Regions from separate parts of the Oryctolagus cuniculus genome. Here region 1 is linked to region 2. The links are chromatin contacts, called in public Micro-C maps. All regions are on one chromosome and are shown on one strand. The core of a region is the stretch at or near the end of the contact, and the rest is flanking DNA. Distances in the headings are between cores, read along the strand shown. Region 1 overlaps JCAD (junctional cadherin 5 associated). Region 2 has its middle 48 kb from the start of MTPAP.

Region 1 (4,977 bases), core at 1,924-4,423, 120 kb before region 2:
GGAGCTCTCCTAAAACCCAGGGAGCAAAGCTGAGATGCAGAAGAGCCATTCTTGCAATAAGCAGACATGGGCTGGTGCTATGGGGCAGCAGGTTAAGCCTTCCCCTGCAGTGCCGCATCCCGTGTGGGCACCGGTTCAAGTCCCAGCTGCTCCACTTCCGACCCAGCTCCCTGCTAATGGCCTGGGAAAGCAGCAGAAGATGGCCCAAGTGCTTGGGCCCCTGCCACCCATGTGGGAGACCCAGGTGAAATTCCTGGATCCTGGCTTCAGTCTGGCCCAACCCTGGCCATTGCAGCCATTTGGGGAGTGAATCAGCAGATAGAAATAAATAAAATCTTGAAAAAAAAAAAACACCCATAAAAAGAAACGGGACCTGTAGCGATGGCTGCCATATGGGCACAGCTACAGCAGGTGGACTTCCTCTGCGGGGGCGCTGGTGACCACAGTCTGCGTGGAGAATCGGGGGGCTGCCGTCAGAGGGGTGCTCTAGTTTCTGGTTCCTCTGGCGCAGGAGAAGAGTACGGCTTGTGGTCGCAGAGCAGAAGGAAGCTAACTGGGGCGCGGGGAGACAGCACCTCTGACCTTGGCCTTATCAGCACCCATGCGGTGAACTTGAAACTAGTGAGGGACAAAATCTCAGTTAAAAATATGACACGAACGAGGGCCAGCGCTGTGACACAGCAGGTTAAGCCTCTGCCTGCAGCGCCGGCATCCCATACGGGTGCCTGTTCGTGTCCTGGCTGCTCCTCTTCCGATCCAGTTCTCTGCCATGGCCTGGGAAAGCAGTAGAAGATGGCCCAGGTCCTTGGGCCCCCGCACCTATGTTGGAGACCGGGAGGAAGCTCCTGGCTCTTGGCTTCGGATTGGCGTAGCTCCAGCCGTTGCGGCCATTTGGGGAGTGAACCATCGGATGGAAGACCTCTCTTTCTCTCTCTCTCTCTGACTCTACCTCTCAAGTAAGTAAATAAATCTTAAAAGGATTGAAGGAACTGTTCAGCCGCACTTGGAATCAGGAAAATTCAAATCAAACCAAGATGAGACTCAGGGGCCCGATTACTGAGGCTCCTGTGTGCTGGTGGTGAGGGTGCAGGGAGGACCCAGGGTGCTGGGATTTGTGGGTGCCCAGACGGAGGGCAGGGGGCGCTGTTGGGGAGGAAACGTGTCCTACGTGTCCTGGCTTAAGCCCGAGGAGGTGATAAGAGATTGAATCTTTCAGCACCTGAAACCCTGTGGACTTGTGAGGGTGCATTTTAATGAAATAATAGGATACATGTACATTTTTATGGAAGGCTATTTACCCAAGGTTTATTTGTGAGGATGAAAAAATTTAACTAAATGCCCATCTAAAGGATAACTAAATTAAACTAAAGGATAGTTTACAAAAAAGCTTCCAGTGCAGACTATACTATGCATGCACATGTACCTGATTGTGCTGTCGGTACACAGGCTCAGGGGAATGTGACACCATGTTAAAGACGGGGCCGGCGCTGTGGCGGAGCCGGTAAAGCCGCCGCCTGTGACACCAGCACCAGTTCAAGTCCTCGCTCCTCGCTTCCTGTCCAGCTCCCTGCTAATGGCCTGGGAAAGCAGCAGAGGATGGCCCAAGGGCTAGGGCCCCCGCACCCACGTGGAGACCCAGAGAAGCTCCTGGCTCGTGACTTTGGTCTGGCCCAGCCCTGGCCTTTGCAGCCATTTGGGGAGTGAACCAGCAGATGGAAGATCTCTCCGTCTTTCTATACCTCTTTCAAATAAATAAACAAATCTTTACAAAAATAAATAAATAAATAATAAAGACAGGACACAGAGCTGTCACTCAGTGTGATGCCAACTCCCCCCCCCAAATAAATAAATAAATAAATGTAAAAGTATTTATCAACAGTGGTACTGGACTGTAAATTTCTAAACAAATTTCCTTATTTACAATTTACTGTATTTTATGACTCTGTCATAAAACATATTAGGCCAAATCACATCAAGTTGGCATTTTGCAGGTCAAATTGGGCAAATATTGGCGACTTCGTGTACTTTATCCCAACTGCACTTCATCTACTGAATATGAAGCATATACAACTCAGAATTCCCTAATTTATCTATAATACTAGACACTTCAAAAAGTTCATGGAAATGTGTATTGTGAAGAAAACTATGCCTCTGTTTATTTCAAAAATTGTTCACATTGAAATCAGTATCTTTTAACTCCATTTTCCACAAATTCTTGGAAATATCCTCTTACGCCATATTTAATATTAACTTGGCTAAGTTATATTCTTTACTGAGTTATATTTCTTCCTTAGAAGAAATATATATTGCTTCCATAATGTATTATGAAGCTACTTTAACATAATATTTCATCATCAGTTAAAAAAAACTTTTAGAAACAGAGCCGATCAGGTAGGATTGGAAAAGGGCATCTCTGGAAAGACATTTCCTGTCTGGAAACCTCCTATGATGATGCAAGAAACACTGGAAATTGATCCGTGAACGGTGAGCTACAAGGTTCCAGTGTAGGGTGCACGGGTCTCACTGCCGCGGTGCGCCTGCGGCCACATGTTCTGCTGACGGCACGGAACGGCAGCCTGCAACACGCATCCTGAGGTCTCGATTACACAGGGCTCCTCCTAGAAACCCCACAAACTCCTCAGTTGTAATCACTGGCATTCCATACTTACGATGTAATTGGTCCCTCTGACTGCTGGCAGCTCGCTCAGCGTACATAGTTCTTGCGCTGACAACTTTTAGGGCTAATGTTACGATGCATATGTAACACCGTGCCGGCTTTGCACAAGAGGCGAACAGCTGAGACGCAGAACCAACCAGAAGGGAGACCAGGAGCGCCCTGTGCCCCTGTGCGCTCAGGATGCCTCCCTCAGCTTTTGTTTTCTTTAACCGGCAGGACGGTGAACAATGGGGTTGCCATTTCCCCTCCCGGGCCTGACTGTCACAGGCAGGACTCCACAGCTCTCTACTGAACTGTGGAGCTTCAGGTCCCGGCCCCCCCAGCAACTGACACGGAGCAGCACCCCGGATCTGCGAAGAAATCGCTTTACAGGAGCAGGACCCTCCCCGAGTTGGTTGGTCTAAGATGACCAACAAAAATGAGATGGAAAACTCTGGTCTGAGATCCAAAGGGTCACAGGATGTTAATCTCACTGGGCAGGGCCAGGGCACCACAGATTAACAGCCGGCACGAGAACTTACTCTCTCTTCTCTCTTTTTTTTTTCTGTCTTTCCCCCAACGACTCTTGGTAAGCCCTCTCTCCCTTTCACCCCAAATTCTGTGTCACCCAATTACTGCGCTGGCCACTTTACCCCATTTGTAAGGAGCTCCTAAGTACCTCATTAACGTCCTAAAAGATTAGGAGTCATTCAGAAAGGGTGGAAGTGGGTAAGATTATTTAAATCTTTTGGAATTTTTGGCTACTTGCAAAAATAGCCTTAAAAGTTACAACAGGCTGGAATTTTATTCCGTTGCTATCATACACACCAAGGTCCACGTGGAAAGATCCCTAAATATCCTATTAAATGTACATAATGTATGCTTCCGGGGGTCTGTAAATATCTCGGGAATAAAAGAGCCAAAACTTTACCAAAGTGTTGAAATTTAAATTATTCCACACTAGTTTTTACATTTTATCTATGTTCTAATCATGGAAGTCATTTAAAGCGATTTCTAAAAAAAAACACTGCAAAATTCAATGCTTAAGCAAAAAAATTCCCAGGCATCCCACTGTGCCAGGAGGTGACCAGGAGTGAGGAGCAGCCGCCCAGTGGCTTCTGTTTCTCCAAGCAGTCTTCCTGTACAGGCAGCGGCTGGCTTCCTTCCAGTCTGTCTCAAGTCCACCTCGCTGCCTGCTCCTAACAGGACCCAAGGAAGAACTCTTCCCACACAGAAGAAAGGACGCCTTGCAGGTGCGGAGCTGCCGCGGGCAGCAGAGGGCTCTGGGGCAGGTGAATGTCCCTGGGCATTCCTGAAGCCCAGCACAGCAGCAGGTCTTCCTGGGGGAAGCCAATCCCCCCCAACCCCTTTCCTTCCCCCAACAAGGTGCTCCAAGAGGCAGGGAGGGGCCCCGCTGGCCTGGGAGATCTCACAGATGGAGTCCTGCTTATCAGAAGCAAACCACAACAGGACAATTGTTTCCACCCAACTCCCTGCATTCTACACTCTCTCCAGATTAATTATCGTGGAGTCCCGCCAAGCTCATTAGGCGGGAAGGCTGTTTACGGCTCTTCCGAGCAGCGGCCTCGGGCAGCAAGCAAGGACCCAGAGAAGGTGGGCACCCACCTTCGCCACCCACCTTCCAGGGCTAGGGTCTAGGCTCTGCTGTGCGGCTGTATGCAGAAACAGCAGGATCCACGGGTATGCTCTTACTTGTCTTTTTTTTCCTAAACAGAACCGGGTCCTTATCTATTTCCCTGGCTAGCGCGGATCCCCAGGGGAGCACCACGCCAGGCAGTTCTGGAATCTGTGACCACTCAGAGCACGTGGACACTTTAAGTTTTGCCCAGAGGGCGTGGAAAGACCAACTTTTCCTTCTCCAAACCGGCTTCCTCCAGGCACCCAATCCCCCCCGAATCTGTGGGGCCTGACCTTCCCAAGCTGTGGGAGATCCCCCCCTCCTCCGCCCAGATCAACGCCTCTGTGGCTTGCTGGCCCACTGCTGGCGGGAGTGAGAACAGTTTGCTCCAGGCTGCCTGCCTAGTGTGGCCTCTAGGAGGCTGGGTCAGCTGGCGGCTGTGGCCAACAGCCCTGATGTCAAGGTAAGGGAGGGGCCAGCACGGTGGCATAGGGGTGAGCAGCTGCCTGCAGCCCCTGCTCCCCATAGGGACACCGGTTCAAGTCCGGGCTGCTCCAACTCCCATCCAACTCCCTACTAATGCGCCTGGGAAAGCAGCAGAAGATGGCCCAAATGCTCGGGCCCCTGCATCCATGTGGGAGACCCCGATGAAGCTCCCGGGTTGGGCCTGGCCCAGCCCTGG
Region 2 (4,738 bases), core at 2,104-4,603:
ACGGTAGATGCACTCTATGACAGCAGCAGTAAGAGGCAAGAGACAGCTGAATCGTACTTTCAAAGTGCAGGAAGAACGCAACTCTCAATCCACGTTTCTACAACCATTGAAGCTACTGTTCCAGGGTCGGGGGACACGCTGAATGTTCCAGATGCATCAAGAGCCAGAGAATGTGGTCCGTTAACTCTCACCGGAAGACCACATAAAGGAGGTTCTTCAGGGAGAAGGGACTGAACTCAGGAGAAACAAGTGTGACCACTGAGGCTGGGGAGCACTCACTCAAAGAGATCCAAAGAATCAGCTGGGTAAAGGGTTGTGGGAGCTTCAGCAAAGGGGTCCCAGAGCGCAATAAAATAACAGGTGACAACAACACGTTTGCTTGGGGGGAGCTGGCAGGGATGAAAAGCAAAGTGTTCCAAGGCAGGCAGAACCAGTGAGAACAGACCTTGCAAATTCAAGTGCACAGTTAAAAATTCCAACGTAACCACCAGAAGAACGGCAAGGGCATTTTTTTTATTGGACTGATAGAGTTAGACAGTGAGAGAGACAGAGAGAAAGGTCTTCCTTCCGTTGGTTCACCCCCCAAATGGCCGCTACAGCCGGAGCTGCGCCAATGCGAAGCCAGGAGCCAGGTGCTTCTCCTGGTCTCCCATGGGGTGCAGGGCCCAAGCACTTGGGCCATCCTCCACTGCACTCCTGGCCACAGCAGAGAGCTGGCCTGGAGGAGGGGCAACCGGGACAGAATCCGGCGGCAAGGGCATTTGTAACTTCCAACGAAGCAATAGGAAAACAAGTAAGAGAAGGTCATGAAGGCAACTCAAATCACTCCAGTAGAAGGTAGAACAGCCAAAGATAAGAAGAAAACTATCCAAGTGTACACACATTGTAAGTAGAAAACTCAAAACAAACTGGCAGAAACAGAGCCTTAAAATCACAAAGAGCATGAAATATACAAAATACGAGGGGTCTGCAAAACACCCATGGAAAAGGCACTGCGCGTGGGCTTCTAAGGGTTTCTGCACCAACATAAACTTGTTTTTCAATTCCACTTTCCATGAATTTTTAAAGTACCCTCATCTATATCAAAATCTGACCAAACACCAGGGACAGTATTTGGCACAGTGGTTAAGCTGCTGCATGGGACACCTTCACATCATAGTGGAGTGCCTGGGTTCGAGTCCTGGCTCCGCTCTCTGCTCCAGCTCCCTGCTCATGCAGACCCTGGGAGGCAGCAGTGATGGCTCAAGTCACTGGGTCCCTGCCATTCACAGGGAGACCTGGGTGGAGTCCCCGGCTCCTGGCTTTGACGTGGCCCAGCCCTGGTTGTTACCAGCACTTGAAGAATGAACTAATGAATAGGATCTCTCTCTCTCTCTCCCTCTCTCTCTCTCTCAAATAAACAAAAAATTTAAAATATACATATCACAACAAACATAAATAAATGATAACATTTACTTTTAGACACATCTAATTCAATTCACAAGAAAAGGATGCACCCACAAAAGATTTACTACAACTGACTGTAAACATATGGAAAGAGTTCTCAGCATCCCTGCTAATTAAGGGAACAATTCACACGTGGATTTTTAAAATGACAGCCCTTAGCACCAGCGGGTGTCAGTTGGCATTCTTTGAAAATGTTGACTGTAAAGTGAGTTGGTGCAAATTTTTGGGAGTACAATTTGCAAAATGGATCAAGAACTTTAAAACATACACACCCAGCGACTACACTGTGAGATACAATTTAGGGGCATATGCAAAAAAAAATGCATCCGCCAGGATCCTCTAATGAATTATTTATAACCTCAGAAACCTGGTGTCTAAATACCCAACAATTAGGAAAGTGAAATTACTACTACTGCTACTACTAGTAATAAAATACATTGATCATAAGATTGCCGCCTCACGGCATTGTTGTAAACACTTCTGTGGTCAGCACACACCAATCTGCACTATAACTATGTGAGATTACATTATCACCATCCTAGGCACAACAGAACGTAACCATTTGCATGAAGTCCTACAGCCATGGAGAGCTGAAGGGGTCAGTTTCCAGAATTACCTACACATGAATGTTTCACAGGTTACGTCGCACAAAATACATCTCATGTGGGAATACTGTGATTTTTTTAAAGATTTATTTCTTTATTTGAAAGGCAGTGTTACAGAGAGGGAGAGGCAGAAGGGGGGGGGGGCAGTTTTCCATCTGATGGTTCACTCTCCAATGGCTGCAGTGGCCAGAGTTGCACTGATCAGAAGCCAGGAGCCAAGAGCCAGGAGCCAAGAGCCAGGAGCTTCTTCTAGGTCTCCCACATGGGTGCAGGGGCCTAAGGTCTTGGGCCATCTTCCATTGCTTTCCCAGGCCATAGCAGAGAGCTAAGTCAGAAGTGGAGCAGCTGGGACTCGAAACCACACCCATATGGGATGCCGGCACTGAAGGCGGCAGCTTTACCCACTGAGCCACAGTACTTGCCCCAATATTGTGTTTTAATAACACTAAATGTATGAAACCTCATGCATTGAGAGTCCTATTGTAAGTCCTGCTATTGCAAACACATATGCATCCAGGTGATAGTACAAAATCATACGTATACATAGGCCTGTTTAGGTGCAAGAGTAAGTATGGCAGTGTCAAATACCACCGGGATGATGGGTAACTCGTCTTTGTGCTTCACCTTTTGTATTTCTACAAGGAGCATACACCTCATGCCATTTGAAGCAAAAAGAACATGCAATTTCAGAAGACAAGACATCGGGGCTGGTGCTGTGGCACAGTGGGCTAAGCCTCCGCCTGTGGCACCAGCAACCCATAAGGGAACCAGTTTGTGTCCTGGCTGCTCCTCTTCCCACCCAGCTCCCTGCTGTGGCCTGGGAAAGCAGTGAAAAATGGCTCAAGTCCTTGAGCCCCTGCACCCACGTGGGAGACTCGGAAGAAGCTCCTGGCTCCTGGTTTCGGATCGGCACAGCTCTGGGCACTGTGGCCATTTGGGGAGTGAAGCAGTGGATGGAAAACCTCTCTCTCTCTCTCTCCCTCTGTCTGTAGCTCTACCTCTCAAATAAATAAAAGGAAAAGACATTTAGGGCAGGCGTTGTGATGCAGCAGTTTAAAACACTGCTTGAGAGGCCAGCATGGCGTATTAGAATTCTGGTTCTAGCGTCAGCCCCGCTAGCTCCATGCTACTGCGCCTGGGAAGGCAGCCGATGATGGCCCAAATACTTGGGTACCTGCCATCCACATAGGAGACCCAGATGGAGTTCCAGGCTCCTGGCTTAAGTCTAGCCATGCCCCAGCTGTTGCAGTCATCTGGGGAGTGAACCATCAGATGAAAGGTCTCTCTCTCTCCCTGTCACTCTGCCTTCCAGGTAAAGAAATAATCTTACAAAGATAGTCAAGGAATCAGTGAGGCTGGGTAGGGTGGGTGGGCGGTGGAGGTTGTCAGGGTTGGGAGGAAAAGATGGCGAGGATAGGAGGGACTGGGGCGGCACTGGCGAAAGGGTCCCACGTTCCAGGCATGCGTGATGAGCGAGTCCTGGAGACCCCTGGTGCAGCGTGGAGGCCGTGGCTAACAACACCGCGCTGGCTGCTAGGAGAATCGCTGTTAACTGTTCTCCCACAGAGGGGGCGAGCGTGGGAGGTGAGGGAGGGGCACGCTCGCCAGCTTGCCTCTCTCCCTGCACCCTACACCCTGCGAATGCACACATGCGTGGTCAGTTACGCCTTAGTGAAGCTGGGGGTGGAGAGATTCCTTAATGGATTTTTTTTCCTTCTTTCGATGACACGGCCGGCTGTCCGCAGGCCTTTCGGGAAGCTCCTTTGTTCTTGGGGCTTCCTGGCCCACTTCCTCAGTGCCCTCGCCAAGGGTCTTCTCGCCCCAGCATCTCCTCCCGCCTCCCCTGTCAGCTCTGTGCTCCTGCCCGTGGCCAGCCCAAGCAGACCCTAGACGCCCTGGCGGTATTCCCCTGAGTCACCTGGGCACACAGGCCCGGGTGTACAGTCAGCACTGGGAGGCAGCACTCAATTCAGCAAGCGGCTCCCGTGGGCTGGCCTTGCTACCTGCAGGTCAAGTAACCTTGAGTCCAAGGACCTTCCTCAGAACACTGGGCCAGCCTCTTCCATTCTTCTAGATTTTTCATCATCCAATAAGGACCCCAACCGCGAAGCTGCCTTTGACATGGATCACCCATAATCCCCTCCTCTGGGGAGGCTGAGAATCCTACCAAAGACCAGAGCTGCCGGACGCCTACCCAGGCACCCACGCACCAGCAAACGCACGGGAGATTATTTCTTCCTAACTCCTCTTGATTCTTGCTTGGGTTTCTCGGTCTTGGGTCAGGTCTCTCTGCAGCATTGTTCCCCATTCCCAAAAGAACACGCAACACAGAGGAACTGCTCACCCTCGGGCTTGCTGGGGCGGCCGGCTTTGGCATCAGCGACCTCTCAGCCCTGTTGGAAGGGAAACTTCCTGCACGGACAGCGGGAGAGCGTCTCCTGCTGGGAGCCCGTGTTTCGTGGGGGAGACCGGCAGGCCTCCGGGATTGCAAACCAGAGGGTGGGTTCTCCAGGGAGCGCGTGCATGTTTCTCCATCTTCCTCCGCGGCTCTTTGCAAAGCAGTGAGTGTGCTAGGTCAACGGTGTCCAGGACGCCTCTAATCTGTGCTCTTTGAATGAAAATGCTGCTTTCAGGGTGTGTTTTAGCTTCTCTGTTGCGGGTTCTGTTACTCCTCAGTGTTGTGACAC

Evidence for each region. A called contact is a pair of places that touch in the nucleus more often than the background predicts.
Region 1: a contact with region 2 is called in a Micro-C map of ear pinna, with 5 times the contacts expected there. The contact joins two enhancer-like sites. A contact is called at or near these places in 3 of 6 Hi-C or Micro-C datasets (ear pinna, psoas muscle and an unstated tissue).

Annotation. Positions count from the first base shown.
Region 1 is chr13:101,002,602-101,007,578 of mOryCun1.1, reverse strand. All of the region lies in intron 1 of JCAD (junctional cadherin 5 associated), which reads right to left. Among named protein-coding and RNA genes, the nearest start is that of JCAD, 37 kb to the right of the region's middle. Within about 2 kb of position 3,173, at least 2 of the 8 cell types and tissues checked have an H3K27ac peak or open chromatin away from gene starts, as enhancers often do.
Region 2 is chr13:100,878,791-100,883,528 of mOryCun1.1, reverse strand. No RefSeq gene overlaps it. Among named protein-coding and RNA genes, the nearest start is that of MTPAP, 48 kb to the right of the region's middle. Within about 2 kb of position 3,353, at least 1 of the 8 cell types and tissues checked has an H3K27ac peak or open chromatin away from gene starts, as enhancers often do.